2 separate regions of the Pan troglodytes genome follow, and region 2 is linked to region 1. Evidence: chromatin contacts called from public HiChIP or PLAC-seq data. All regions are on one chromosome and are shown on one strand. Each heading gives the region's core, a stretch centred on a gene start, on an enhancer-like site or on the middle of the called end of the contact. The rest is flanking DNA. Distances are from core to core; before and after follow the strand shown.

What was found. HiChIP or PLAC-seq counts read pairs in DNA pulled down with a chosen protein or histone mark.
Region 2: a contact with region 1 is called in an H3K4me3 HiChIP or PLAC-seq map of stem cell-derived excitatory neurons, with 2.2 times the contacts expected there. The contact joins the promoter of CYC1 here to the promoter of SCRIB in region 1. A contact is called at or near these places in 1 of 7 Hi-C or Micro-C datasets (stem cell-derived neural progenitor cells) and 1 of 1 datasets of contacts at active chromatin or transcription factors (stem cell-derived excitatory neurons).

What each region holds. Positions count from the first base shown.
Region 1 is chr7:154,179,983-154,187,380 of NHGRI_mPanTro3-v2.0_pri, forward strand. SCRIB (scribble planar cell polarity protein) reads right to left here and starts at 2,425. Exons shown (of 36, transcript XM_054657567.1): 1 at 1,856-2,425; 2 at 639-756; 3 at 456-534; 4 at 275-364; 5 at 108-164; 6 at 1-12. The coding sequence starts at 2,014. PUF60 (poly(U) binding splicing factor 60) reads right to left here. Exons shown (of 9, transcript XM_054657572.2): 3 at 5,026-5,187; 4 at 4,847-4,939; 5 at 4,516-4,729; 6 at 4,246-4,436; 7 at 3,983-4,118; 8 at 3,562-3,797; 9 at 3,028-3,470. The coding sequence ends at 3,171.
Region 2 is chr7:154,451,137-154,458,567 of NHGRI_mPanTro3-v2.0_pri, forward strand. It overlaps CYC1 (cytochrome c1), which reads left to right and starts at 3,642. Exons shown (of 7, transcript XM_528263.8): 1 at 3,642-3,859; 2 at 4,464-4,660; 3 at 4,755-4,881; 4 at 4,968-5,125; 5 at 5,215-5,375; 6 at 5,665-5,765; 7 at 5,863-6,156. The coding sequence starts at 3,731. The coding sequence ends at 5,967. SHARPIN (SHANK associated RH domain interactor) reads right to left here. Exons shown (of 9, transcript NM_001280415.1): 9 at 7,266-7,417. It overlaps LOC134810695 (a long non-coding RNA gene), which reads left to right. Exons shown (of 3, transcript XR_010159343.1): 2 at 341-437; 3 at 1,542-1,781.

The DNA.
Region 1 (7,398 bases), core at 1,175-3,674:
AATGACAGGGACCTGCAGAGGAAGCAGGGTGGAGGTGTGGCCACGCAGCCCTGGTCCCTGGGCTGTGGCCCTCCCCTGGCTGTTAGGAGAATGCCTGTCACACTCACGCTGGCAGGGACTTGAGCAGGTTCTCCCGGAGCTCCAGGGTCACCAGGTTGGCGAGGCTGAAAGAGAGACCAGGCGCTGGGGCAAGAGGAAGGAAAGCAGTGGCGGCAGGGGCAGGGCCAATCCAAGTCCCCCACCCCACCCTAGCTCCACCTGAGAAGGCACTCACTTGCCCACGTCCCCGGGCAGTGCCTGCAGAGACACATCATTCAGGGCCAGGTGAGCCAGGCTGCGCAGCTGAGTGAAGCCATCAGGGAGCCTGGATGGGAGGAAGCAGAGGCCCTCGGATGACCAGTCCAGGGCTGTGGGACCCATAGCCCCTACCGACCCCACCACAGGCTGCCACCCACCTGGAGAGGGGGTTCCCACTGAAGTCCGCGATCTCCAGAGCCTTGCAGAACTTGATGCTCTCCGGGATCTCAGGGATATCTGTCACAGAGGGTCACAGAGGACAGATGCCATGGCCTGCAGGACGTCTGCAGCCCCAGCGGACACTCCCCAGACCCCACCCAGCCCCTGCCCAGGCTCCCCACCGTTCCGGGACACGTCCAGCTCCACCAGCTGCATGAAGTTGGCCACCTCGGGAGGCAACCGCTGGATCTCGTTGTCGCTCAGGCCCAGCTTGCGCAAGTTCAGCAGCCGGAAAAAAGGCTGTGGGCAGGGAGGACACGGACTCTGTGGCAGAGACCACTCCAGAGCAGAGAAGAGCTCCTGGACACGTGAGTGTCACAAGTCAAGGGTCCCTAGGCCTCTGTCTGCTCCAGGTCACACCGGGTCCTGGGGTCTAACCACGACACCCCATTTGTGGCAAAAAAAGGAAAGAAACACACGGTGCACACGCCCACTGTGGCTGCCTCCCTCTACTCTTCACACCAGCCTCCACTCTGAGAAGACACCTGCTGGCGACCAGACAAAGCCCCAATTCTCTGCTCTGTGTCTTACCTCAGGGCCCACCCAGCCCCTGAACCACTTCTGCCACCCTCCAGGGGCCCACACTGGCCTCTGCTACTGCATCCCGACAACAAGCCTGGCCTGGTTCTGCAGCAAGAACTCAGTAAACGCTCCCCACAATAACACAGTACCACAGGCACAGTGCTATGCGCGAGGCCTGCAGGTGGCCACAGAGGACCGAGCTGTCACTGCCACGGCCAGAACAGGGTCACATTCTTTGGGACACCCAACCCCTAGGTACTAATCACCCAGCACCGCATCTCCAGAAAAGAGATACTTTTTAATCTGCTTTCTCCAGCCTCCTTTCTTGTAGCAGCCTTAGGAGAGCACCTGACCACGAGAAGCAAGGGCAAAGAAAGGGGGACAGCGAACAGATCCGAGAGCAAAGAGTACATCCAAAGGGCTCCCCCACTCACCCCTGCACCCAGCAAAAAAGGAGAGGAGGTCGGGACCCCACCTCCAGAGCGGCCCAAGAAGCTAGTACTCATCAGCCACCTGAATCCAAGTTCCACCCTAACCCCATCCACCTCCCTGAATCCCCACGGGTTTCACTCTGAGGCTCCGCCTCCAGGCTCGGTGACAATCGCTATCCCCAGGCAAGCACCTGATGACCGCTGCCACCTGCGCCAGCCAGGGCGGCTGGGAGAGAAGGGTGGGGCTGGCTGGGGTGGGGACCTGGCCAGTGCAAACCAGAAGGGCCGGCTGGAGGCTGCGGTGGCTCGCCCGGGCAGATTCTGCCGCCGGAGGAATCAAGGGCTGGGGGCGCGCCTTTGGGCTGCAGGTGCGGGCGGCCGCTCACCTTGGGCAGCTCGCGCAGCTGGTTGGCGTCGAGCAGCAGCTCCTCCAGGCTGCGGCTGTAGCGGTAGATCTCCTCCGGCACGGCCTGCAGCGAACAGTGCCGCTTGTCCACCGACTCCACGTGCCGGTTGCAGCGCCACAGCGGGATGCACTTGAGCATGGTGCGGGTGGGCGGCGCGGGCTCCGGCGGCGGCGCTCGGCGGGCTCGGGGCCGGGGGGCGGGGCTCAGTCCGCATGGGCGCCGCGCATGGGGAGGGGGCGCAGGCAGGGGGCGGGCCGCCCGAGACTGGACGGGGACGCGGCCGCGGCCGGCGCTGGGCCCGGCCCGCGCTCGGAACGCGCGGAACGCTCGGACTGCGGGCCTGGGCAGGGGGCGCGGCCCGGCGGGTCTCAGACTCTTAGGAAGCGCGGGGAGCGGCGGCGGCGGCGGCTCCGCATCCCGCTTGGTCCTGCTCAGCTCGTCCCGCCCGCTCGTCCGCCCGCTGTGCCGCACCGGAACCGCCGCTGCCCGCCGGACTGCCCCGCCGACACCCACCCGGCCGCCGCGCAGCCCGTCGGGAAGCCGAGTCCGGCCCTCGCCGCCTAACACGCCCGGACTGCGGCCCCCAGAAGGCCCCGCGCGCCGCCGCCTCTGAGGACCCGTAGCGGCACCGCGCAAAGCGTGCCGGGAAGCCGGGCCCGCCCCGCGCGCGGGATATTGGGAGCTGCAATCCACGACAGGCGGCGCCCTCCGCCCTCCGGTCTTCAGCCCGGCCCCTGGCCCCGCGGCATTTGGCCACGAATCTTAACGCACAGCCTCCTCCCGGGAAGCGACTATGCCCGCCCGCCCGCCTTGGACGGCCGGCTCTGCGGCACAAAAGCACTGGCAGCGCGCGCTCTCCAGCGGGTCGCGGTGTCCCGGCGCCCAGCCTTCTCTCAGCACCACCCTGCGGGGACGGCTGCGAGCCCGCGCCCGAGAGCCTGGCGCCCCAGGCAGCCCCGCCCACCCAGCCGCCGCCACCCGCGGGACGGGGCCCCGGGCGCCAACCCCCTGCCCAGGTCTCGCCCACGGCGGGCCCCTCCTGCCAACAGGAAGCAGGTCCAGAGACCCCCCCAACCCTGCCTCCTCGCCCTAGACCCCCTAAGGACACACGCCCAGGATCGGTGACAGGACCGACGGCAGACACATGGACGTTCAGGGCCAGCAGCATCCGCACCTTTATCCGCACCGTAGGCTGGGCTGGGCAGAGCGCGCCTGGCCCCGGGGACACCACTGTATCACTATAAAACCCAGAGGAAACAAGGAACAAGTGCAAGTCCGGGGAGAGGGACCACTGTCACGCAGAGAGGTCACTGTTATCAAAACGCTCCTGGTCGTACACTTCAGCCACCACCTTGCGGCCAGCAAACCAGCGGCCATTGAGGGCCTGGATGGCCTTATGAGTCTCGGAGGCTATGGAAAACTCCACAAAGATCTTGACAATGATTTCCGCATCCTCCTCCTCGCCTTGTTTCTCTTGGTAGATGATGACGCGGTTCACGGCCCCGAACTTGCCACACTCCTCTGTCACCTCCCCTTCCAGGTCATCATCGATGTCCTTGGGGTCCACCATGTTGCGCAGAACCATCACTGTAGACTGTGGGGGCAGGGCCGAGGGGAAGACAGCTGAGCACTGCGGCCCCGCCCCCCTACCCTCCCCCCCGCCACCACCCTGCCCCTCTGCCTACCTCCTGCTTGCGGAGCAGCTTCTGCATCACCATGTGGCGGGCGCTACTGCCCGAGATGCTCATGTGCTCCTGCTCGCTCAGCATCTCTGGCCGCTCTGACTCGGGAAACAGCTCCTCTTCTTCCTTCTCCTTCTTGGGCTCCAGGAGACCCAGCGTTGGAGGGCTGGCCAGGATGGGGTTCACCACTCCCACCGAGGGGATGGTGACCGGGATAGGAGGACGGGCTGGGGTCACACCTGCAGGAAAACCAACCAGGTCCATCAGTCACTCCCTACCACCCCCCTTCCCAGAAAGGCACAGAGCTGGCCTGCCCTGGGCTCAGAGGGTTGTGCCCAGACCACCAGGGCCAGGCAGCTGAGGGCAGCGAGCCTAGAGATGCCAGGACAGGAGAGGAGAGGATCTGGTACCACTTAAGACTCACCTGTGATGACTCCAGGTGCCTGGGCAGCCATGACAGCCTGGGGCAAAGTGCCCAGGGGCTGGGCCAGGGTCAATGCTGGGGACACCAGTCCAGGTGTGCCCAGGGTACCCAGCACCGCTGCTCCGGCCACTGCTTCCTGCAACCCAAAAGGTCACTGTGCTCAGTCCCTGGTCTGGCTACTCAAGACCACCTTGAATCAGTCTCCAAGGAATCAGGGGCCAGCCCGCCCACCCTCGAGCCGACACAGCTGTGTGGGCCCTCACCTGAGCTGTGATCTTGGCAGTGGCTGCAGCAGCTGCCACAGCAGCGGCAGGTGGGAGGCCTCCAGGCGTGGCTGGTGTGAGTAGGGGCATGGGCGGTGTGACAGCCTTGCCCACCCGCAAGTACTGGCCACCCAGGTCAAAGAGGTTCATGGAAGACACAGCATCTTGGGACGACTGGGCCTTCTCGTACTCTGTGGGCAGGAGCAGCAGTGAGCAGGGCCAGCCCCAGCCTCAGGTGGCCCCCATCCCGCCTCAGCCACCCCAGCTCACCAATGAAGCCGTAGCCCTTGTGCTTGCCAGTTGTGGGGTCCCGGGCCAGTGTGCAGGACTTGATCTTGCCAAAGGCCTCAAACACGCTCTTGATGTCATCGTCTGAGAGGTCCTGGTGCACAGAGGCCACGTAGATGCGGTTGAAGGCCCGTGCCTCCTCAGCCAACTGGTCTATGATGGGCTGGGCCTGCCCTATGTTGCTGGGTCTGCCCACCTGGGGAAGAGGCGGTGAGATGGAAAGACCGGTCAACCCAGGCCCGGCCACAAAAGGCTTCCGTGGAGGGGCAGCCCTGCACGCCTGCGGGATCGAGGCCTTGGCTCCCTGCCTCACCTTGATGTTCCTGCCCCCCAGCATCACCGAGTTCATCTGCTCCAAGGCCAGCTGTGCAGCTTCGGGGACCTCATACTCCACGAAGGCAAAGCCCTAGACACAGGGACACACCTGTCAGGCTGCGCGAGCCCGGGGGGGGGGCAAGCCCCAAGTGGCCGGGGCAGACCAAGCCTGCTGACCTTGTGCTTCATGGTGACGGAGTCCCAGGACATGTCGATGCTCTTGATGGGGCCAAAGGGGGCAAAGGCCTGGCGGATGGTGTCCTCCCCCAGCTCATAGTAGATAGAGCCCACGTAGACGCGGCACATGATGGCCAGCGCCCGCTGCCGCTGAGCCGCCATCTGCAGCAGGACAGAGGGGAGAGAACCGCTGGCTCGTCAGGGGCGGCAGGAGGCTGGGCAGCCCACTCCCCTCCTGGCCCACCCACCCAGCCCTGCTGTGGGGAGGGCTCCCCACATGACAGGGAGGTGCGGGCTCCATCCCTGCAGTCAGAGTGTGGGGGTCGCAGGACCCCGCCACCCAAAGAAGGAAGGCCAGGCCCAGCGGCAGGACAGGACGCACCCCAGCCCGCCAAGGTCCCAGGCAGACTGCGGCAGCAAAGCCGACAGATGGTCAGGAGGCAGGGCTGTGTGCCCTCCCACCCAGACCACCCCTCCAGTCTGGGGGCTGGGTATCCCAGGCTGGGCTGGGAGATCCTCCCACTGTCCCAGCCAAGGACCACGACAGAAGAGGGAAGGAGGAGCCATCCAAGCTGGAGGGACCCACTGGTTTGGTGGCCAGAAGAGAGGAGGTCAGAAGACAGGGCAGCCACTGCCCAGAAGAGACCCCAGGGGAGGAGCTCAGGAGCCAGATGGGGGCTCCCTGAAGAGAGAACGAGGAGCAGCTGCTCATGCTGGGCCAACTCAGGTGGGGGCTCATGCTGTGCCTTCCCAGTGCCCTGCAACTCCTCACAAAGGAGCTGCCTGGAGCCTGTGCCCCCAGCCGAGAGAGCGGGCCCAGGCGAGACCACTGGCCTGGCCCCCGGGGGCACCATGAGGTAGCAGAGACCCTACGAGAAGCCCCCAGGCTCCTTAGAGCTGGTGACAGGCCTGGCCGGTCCAGGGCCTTGGCTGTGAGCTTGGCTATTGCGCTGAGGGACCTCCCCACACCCTCAGGGACGGGTTCTCGCCCCTGTCACCTCACAGGAGACATGCCAGGCAGGGGACTTCCAGAGCCACACGCAGTGGGCCACAGGGAGACTGTGGGCCAGGGCAGGCAAAGCAGACAGCTGGAGCCAGGCCCTGCCCCTCTCCACAAAAGGCCTTGTGGCCAGACACCAGTTTCCCTCTTTAGACATCGGCTGGCCTAATGCAGGCCGAACCTCCCCATCCCGTGGAGAGGGGCCTGGAAGCATCTCTCCACATCAAGGGACTTCCCAAGGTGAGATATCTTCCTTCAAACCAGGCATTCCCTGAAAACGAGACTGTGTTCTCCTCACACTGGGCCCCCTGACAGACCTCAGGCTCCCCACTCAGAGCAAGACCCCCCCAAAGGTGGAATCACATCCCCCTCACTCAGCAGGCTCCCCAGACACGAGACCAGGCCTGTCCCTCAGGTCATGGTTCCCCCAAGACAGGGCCATGTCTCCTTTTCAGTGTGGGGCCCCACCCCCAGGCGGGCCAAGAGCTCTCTCCCTGACCAGACCCCCAGGCCGGGCTCCCATTCAGATGCTTCCCAGAGAGAACAAGGCGTGTGTTGCCCCATGGGAGCCACACACAGGGATGACCCCTCTGAACAGAGGCTCCCAGAGAAGGGGCCACATCTTCCCCTCAGGACCCCCGAGATGGGACCTGGCCTCCTCCTGAGCCTGCCTCTGGGGGAAGGGAGGGACACCTCCTTCCCACACTCCTCTGCCCACCACAGCCAAGGCCATAGCCGTGGCCCCTGCCTCCTCCGCCCTGGCTGCATGGCCTCTGCCCCTTGCTGACAGCCAGGCACAAGGCCCTGCTTGCCCTTCCCTTGCTCGCTTGGGTCCCCCCACCCCCACCCCATCCAACCATCCTCCCTCCAGGGTCTGACGGGGCCATGAGTTAGGACCCCTCTCTCCTCAGGGGCCTGACCCCAACCCAAGAGCCAGGCAGCCTGGAGACTGACGGGGCTGGAGGCCGTGGGCGCACCCCGTGCGTGCAGGCGGCGTGGGCGCAGACGGGCCTGGTGCTGGCAGCTACCCGCCCTGGCCGGCTGCCCTCCGCAGTTACCTGGCCGATTAGTTTTAAGGTGGGCCCTCAGAGCAGATGGAGGCCTCCCCAGGGGCGGTCCCGGGTGGGTGCCCACACCACTGGCCCCACCACGCCTGGCGCTCTGCTGCGCTCGTCCAGAGCTGGCGGGCAGGGCCGGCCAGGGGAGCAAGGTCCCCAGCACGTGGGCTGCACTGCCCCCCTCTAGCCCTGACTAAGGACATGAGCCCCGGAAGAAGTGAGCATTTCTATTGACCGATTGCAAAGGTGAGAGAGGATCTCCAAAGCCCATTGTCACTGCTGCCATCTGAAAGACAGTAAAGACAGAGTTCAGTC
Region 2 (7,431 bases), core at 2,392-4,891, 270 kb after region 1:
TTAGTAGAGACATGGTTTTGCCATATTGGCCAGTCTGGTCTCGAACTCCTGACCTCAGGTGATCTGCCTGGCTCGGGCTCCTGAAGTGCTAAGATTACAGGAGTGAGCCACCGTGCCCGGCCAAGAATTATTTTTATGTGATGAGTCACTTCTCTCTTGCTGCTTTCAAGATTCTTTGTCTTTCAACAATTTGTTATGTGTCTCCTTTAGTTTATTCTACTTAGTGTTTGTTTAACAAAAAAACTAGATGTGCAGATTCATGTTTTTCATGAAATATGGCATGTTTTTGGCCTTTTTTTTTTTTTTTTTTTTGAGACAGAGTTTCACTCTTGTTTCCCAGGCTGGAGTGCAATGGTGCAATCTTGGCTCGCTGCAACCTCCACCTCCAGGTTCAAGCAATTCTCCTGCCTCAGCCTCCCAAGTATCTGGGATTACAGGTATGCACCACCATGCCTGGCTAATTTTGTATTTTTAGTAGAGACAGGGTTTCTCCATGTTGGTCAGGCTGGTTTCGAACTCTCGACCTCATGTGATCTGCCCACTTCGGCCTCCCAGAGTGCTGGGATTACAGGCATGTGCCACGACACCTGGCTAATTTTGTATTTTTAGTAGAGTCGAGGTTTCTTCATGTTGGTCAGACTGGTTTTGAACTCTCGACCTCAGGTGATCTGCCTGCCTCGGCCTCCCAAAGTGCTAGGATTACAGGTGTGAGCTACTGTGCCCAGCCTTGGCCATTTTTTTTTTTTTTAAGTATTCTTACTCCTTTCTCTGTCTAGTCTACTCCTGGGACTGAAATTATGCATATGTTGGTATGCTTAATAGTGTCCCACAGGTCTCTGAGGCCCAGTTCATATTTCTTTCTTTTTTTAAATTTCTCTTCCTCAGACTTCCCTTTGTATAGAGCCTCAAGGTCAGCCAGAGGTGAGAGTTTAGGGCTTTTTCAGGTCTCTCCTGAGTATATATCCATAGTCCTCCGTGTGTATATGACCTGTATTCCCAAAAATGTTTTGGGCTTTTCAAAGCGCCTGTGGACATCTCATTCCCTTGCTCTTCCTTTTTAGCTTTTTGTTTAGTCTATTGTTTGTGGCAACTGTTATCCATCACCTCAGGCAGCTGGCACTGGGCAAGCCCTGAGCCAATGTGGTAGGAGTCTTCTAGGCAGCCATCAGACACGTTCAATAACGGAGGTTCTGTGTGAATGAGGGCATCTTGCTCCCACAGTAACTAGGAATGTAGGTTCTTATTTCCAAGATTACCACTGAGCTGGAGAGCAGGGTTGAACCAGGGAAAGCTACAACCCACAAAGGCCACTGTTCTTACTGATAGTCACCTGTTTAATTGAATAACACCCCCTGGGATGACGACAGCCTTTGATTAATTTCCATAGCTCTGTAAAAGTTGATTCTGATCATTTTTGCTATGTTTTTCTTGCTCTTATTGGGTGAGGGGTGGGCACATTTTTTAGGGGTCTTTCTCCATTTTCACTGACAACTAATTTTGGATTTTTATTTTATTTTTTATTTTATTTTTTCTTGAGATAGAGTTTCGTTCTTGTTGCCAGGCTGGAGTGCAGTGGCGTGATCTCTGCTCACCGCAAACTCTGCCTCCTGGGTTCAAGCGCTTCTCCTGCCTCAGCCTCTGGAGTAGCTGGGATTACAAGCATGCACCACCACACCTGGCTAATTTTGTATTTTTAGTAGAGATGGTGTGTAGAAAGTAAAAAGTTTCCTCTTCAAAGTTTCCCTTCTTGTTAAAGAATAAATCGTAAGTGTTAGAAATAATAGTTTCTTTTACAGACTAACTTCCTTCAAGCCTCCTTGTTTTGTGCTAATAATTCTTTTCTTTTCTTTTTTTATTATACTTTAAGTTCTAGGGTACATGTGCACAATGTGCAGGTTTGTTACAGATGTATACATGTGCCATGGTGTGCTGCACCCATTAACTCGTCATTTACATTAGGTATATCTCCTAATGCTATCCCTCCCCTCTCCCCCACCCCACAACAGGCCCCGGTGTGTGATGTTCCCCTTCCCATGTCCAAGTGTTCTCATTGTTCAATTCCCACCTATGAGTGAGAACATGTGGTGTTTGGTTTTGCTAATAATTCTTTAGGCTCTATCCTATGTAGCTGTTAAACATGCTCACAGGCAGGTAGTACATTCTATGTCCTTGTACCTTAACCAAAATATTTGTGCTGGACGTGCTCACAGGCACATTCCAGCTCACAGCCTGTGCCCCTTCCCTATTTGGCATAAGCAACTTACTCTTTTCCTCTGTTCTCCCTTGCCTTTATCTATTTAGAAAAGTTTTAAATTATTAGCCAGTCGAGTTTTAGTTTAGATTGTGCCATCTGGCTCTAGCCAATGGAGACAGGACACAGTAGCAGGGACAAGCTGTGTAAGGGATAAAAATAGCTTCTCTCCTTTATTCAGGTGTGCTCTCACCATTTTTCCATCCGTGAGGTGCACCCTTTCTGCAGAAAGTAAAATTGCCTTGCTGAGAGAACTTTTTGTCTGAATGCTGATCTTTCCTTATGGTACCAGGGAACAAGCATTCTGTTTCTAAATAAACATTTTACATATAACACAGGGTTTCTCCATGTTGGTCAGGCTGGTCTCAAACTCACGACCTCAAGTGACCTGCGGCCTCCCAAAGTGCTGGGATTACAGGCGTGAGCCACCACACCCAGCCTAGTTTTTAAATTTTATTTGCTTTTTTTTTTTCTTGAGAGGGAGTCTTCCGTCTGTCATCCAGGCTGGAGTGCAGTGGCACGATCTCTACTCACTGCAACCTCCGCCTCCCGGGTTCAAGCGATTCTCCTGCCTCAGCCTCCCAGAGTAGCTGGGACTACAGGCGCGCGCCACCACGCCTGGCTAATTTTTGTATTTTCAGTAGAGACAAGGTTTCACCATGTTGACCAGGATGGTCTCCATCTTTTGACCTCGTGATCTGCCCGCCCCACCCTCCCAAAGTGCTGGGATTACAGCGTGAGCCACAGCGCCCGGCCTTTGCTTACTTTTTAAATATTTTACAATAAAAATATTCTCACATAACAAGATCATATTTACTTACTTTTTTGAGACGAGGTCTCGCTCGATATCGCCCAGGCTGGAGTGCAGTGGCGATCTCGGCTCACTGCAGTCTCCACCTCCGGGGCTCAAGCGATCCTCCCGCCTCAGCTTCCCAAAGCGCTAGGACCCAAGGCGCGCATCACGCGTCGGGCCATGAGTCAAGGGAATGAAGGAGAACAGGGTGCTCAGCCTGGGGGCCCAGCCTCCCGCTGTCACGCGCTGCCTGCGGCCGAGACCCCTGCCCGCGCCCTCTGCCGGGCTGCCCTCCAAGCCGCCCTTTCTCTGGAGGTCCTCAACCTGCAGGGGCACCCTCCACCCGGCCATCGCGCAGCCTGGGAAGGTGGAGAAAAGGAGCGTCGGGGTCTCGGAGGCGGCGTGGGAAACGCCGGGCGGAGCGTGGCGCTGTCACGGCAACAGAGAGACGCGACGGGGCCCCGCCCCACCGCCAGTTTCCACGACAACCCAAAGAGTGTGGGGAGGCAGGCGGTGCCCCGGCCCCTGACTGACGCGACCCGGGCCAGCGCGCTTCGTCCCCGCCCACCCGACAGGCCCCGCCCCCAAGCCCGGCCCCGCCCCGCGCTCCCCGGCTTTCGCGAGGTTTTGACTCTCGTGGCGCCCCAGGGGCCGACGGGAGTGGCGGCCGCGCGGAGGAGGCCAAGATGGCGGCAGCTGCGGCTTCGCTTCGCGGGGTAGTGTTGGGCCCGCGGGGTGCGGGGCTCCCGGGCGCGCGTGCCCGGGGTCTGCTGTGCAGCGCGCGGCCCGGGCAGCTCCCGCTACGGACACCTCAGGTGAGCGCTGGGCCGGGCCCCGGCCTCCGCGCGGCCCCGCATCTCCGTGAAGGTCACGGCGGGGAGGCTGCGGGCGCGGGCCTGGGCAGCGCGGAAGCGGTACCGGCCACCCAGCGTCCCCGGTCCCAGCTGCCTGCCGACCTTGAGCGTGTGGGATCAGGGCTGGGCGCCCACCTCTCCGAACGGCAGAGAGCCCGTCCCCAGCGTGGGGGTTGGCGGGACGGGCTAGCTGCCGTGGCGGGGCTGGGGCTTTCCCGAATGGCGCGCCCAGGACGGCTCTTGCGGCTGGCTGTCCAAACTGGGCCCGCGTCCTGAAGTGACCCCAGCCTGATCTCGGCCAGCTGCTTGTGACCTTGGCCTGTCCCAGCACCCTTGGTCACTTCGGTCTGATCCCCGGCTCAGGATCCAGGAACACCCTCTCCTGAGAGCGAATCACGGTCTAGGGGTCAGCGGCGGAGAGGGATGGGGTGGGTAGTGGGACAGGGTGTGCGTCTGGTGCCCTGCAGAAGGAGGCCATTGCTGGGTGGAGAGGTGGGCGCTGAGAGTCAGATCCCCAGGTAGGGCTGGGTGGTGTCCTGGCAGGCGCTGAGCGGAGATCTTGCAGGCAGTGGCCTTGTCGTCGAAGTCTGGCCTTTCCCGAGGCCGGAAAGTGATGCTGTCAGCGCTGGGCATGCTGGCGGCAGGGGGTGCGGGGCTGGCCGTGGCTCTGCATTCGGCTGTGAGTGCCAGTGACCTGGAGCTGCACCCCCCCAGCTATCCGTGGTCTCACCGTGGCCTCCTCTCTTCCTTGGACCACACCAGGTGTGCAGCTGGCTGGCTGGCTGGCAGCGGGAGGTTCTGGGTGGAGCTGGTAAGGTGGAATCTTCAGCTTTCCTAACCCTTTCCCTCTCTCCAGCATCCGGAGGGGTTTCCAGGTATATAAGCAGGTGTGCGCCTCCTGCCACAGCATGGACTTCGTGGCCTACCGCCACCTGGTGGGCGTGTGCTACACGGAGGATGAAGCTAAGGAGCTGGCTGCGGAGGTGTGGGGTCTGGGGATGCCTGGGACCCAGGGCTCAGGGCTCCCACTGTTGAGATGGCAGGGTTGTGATGAGGCTCTCGGTGGCAGGTGGAGGTTCAAGACGGCCCCAATGAAGATGGGGAGATGTTCATGCGGCCAGGGAAGCTATTCGACTATTTCCCAAAACCATACCCCAACAGTGAGGCTGCTCGAGCGGCCAACAACGGAGCATTGCCCCCTGACCTCAGCTACATCGTGCGAGCTAGGTACACGGGCTGCCCATGGGGTGGTGCTGGAGAGATGGGGGAAGGGCTGACTTGTGCTTGGAACTAAGGAGCCATGGATCTGGTCCTAGGCATGGTGGTGAGGACTACGTCTTCTCCCTGCTCACGGGCTACTGCGAGCCACCCACCGGGGTGTCACTGCGGGAAGGTCTCTACTTCAACCCCTACTTTCCTGGCCAGGCCATTGCCATGGCCCCTCCTATCTACACAGATGTCTTAGAGTTTGACGATGGTAAGAGGCCTCCAGCCTGGCAGTGGGCATGTGGAATACTTCTCCACTGCCCCCAGGGATGCTTTCTCTGTGTTCCTGGGTCCAAGAGGTCCTGCCCACTTCTTGTCTGGGGCATCTTCTGTGCATGTCTCAGGAGGCTTTTGGGCTCCTTCAGTCTTGCGTATGTCCGGTGGAGGGTACTGCCCCTTTGATGCCTTGGGTAGGGGCAGTGTCTGCTTCACAGAGGGGGGGCATGATCCCAGGTTGGACATGAGCCTGAGAATAGCCCTCACTGCTTGTCGTTGGCCAGGCACCCCAGCTACCATGTCCCAGATAGCCAAGGATGTGTGCACCTTCCTGCGCTGGGCATCTGAGCCAGAGCACGACCATCGAAAACGCATGGGGCTCAAGGTAAAAGGGTTGGGAGGCCATGGTGGGTATCAGAGAAGGGCTGGGAGCTGGGCAGGGCTCCTCCCCACTCCCTTCTCTGAGCCTTCCTTGTCTGCAGATGTTGATGATGATGGCTCTGCTGGTGCCCCTGGTCTACACCATAAAGAGGCACAAGTGGTCAGTCCTGAAGAGTCGGAAGCTGGCATATCGGCCGCCCAAGTGACCCTGTCCAGTGTCTGCTTGCCATCCTGCCAGAACAGGCCCTCAAGCCCAAGAGCCATCCCAGGCCTGTTCAGGCCTCAGCTAAGCCTCTCTTCATCTGGAAGAAGAGGCAAGGGGGCAGGAGACCAGGCTCTAGCTCTGGGCCCTCCTTCAGCCCCCATCATGGGAATAAATTAATTTTCTCAATGTACATATTTGAGTTATTATATGGAAGGAGTGCAGGTTTGCAAGGAATTCTGATACCAAGACCCTTGCCTTCACAAGGCTCCCAGGATGTCCCATGCAGTGTGGCCAGCAATGCCCTGCACTGACTGGTAGCTGGGAGTCCAGACAGTGGGTGTGGGACAGAAAGCGGAGAACTGCATGTTAGAGGAAGTCAGCATTTGGTGGGGTGGGGTGTGTCTGAGCACAGAGCTGAAAAGGGCCTAGCCAGGCAGGATGTGGCCCAGGGACCTGTTGGAATGAACAGCCAAGTGTTAAGGTGTTGAACCACTTGGCCCCCATTCTGATGGCAGCAGGGAACCTCGGCTGCATTTTAACAGGGGAAAGGCCTGGTCTAGGGCAGGGGCTATTGCTGGGCTGGGCTGAGAGGAAGGGGATGGCTCCCAGCCAGGTGAAGGAGTCAAGTAGACAGACAGGATGTGTGTCATGGAGTGGCCCCTCCCAGCAGTCCACAGGGTAGCTAGGTGGTGGGTCCTGGCCAGAAGCTGGCAGCAGCTGGGTTCCCACAGGAGCATGCTGCTGAGGGAGGGAGACAGTGGATGCTATCTAGGAGGGTCACAGAGATATGACCCAGCACCGGCCCAGTGACCTGGTGCAGGACTCAGCTCCTGAGCTTCCCTCGTCCCTAGGAAGGGAAGGAAAACACCCATTTTCATTGCTGGTGTCCTAGCTGCAAGAGCTGAGGGGAGTGGTGGCCATAGTCCAAGGAAGGCAAGAGCTGAATGGGAGAAAGGTGGTACCAATAGGCCTGCAGGCAAGAGAGGTGCAGGCCTGGGGGACCAGGGTGGACAGTAGGAGACAAGGTCAGTGGTGGGGGCTGCAGCTCAGTATGTGGCACACCCCAGCAGCCTCAGCCCAGTGGTGAGCAGCTGGGTGGGGGGCTCTGTAGGCCTCTGGGGTCTGGGAAGAGATCCCCATGCCATGCTTTCCTGACCACTGAGGCTCAGGGTCCGGGTCCACTCTTCAGTAACGCCGGCGTCTGGCTGGGGAGCCCTGCCTGCTGATGAGGGCCTGCCTCCCTGTATCACTGGCTAGGATGGGGCAGGTCTGCAGAGACACCATGAAAGGGACGCTTGCTGGCTCTTAAGTGTCTTTAATGGTTTCATTTTGTGGCCCTTCCCCCAAACCCTGCTGACTGTCCCAGCAAGCAGTCAGTAGAGGTCCCCGGAGTTCAGTGGGGGCCTGGAGATGTTGGACCTGTGAGGGAAGGGCCACTCTCCCCTTGTAACCTGTGGGGGAGGAG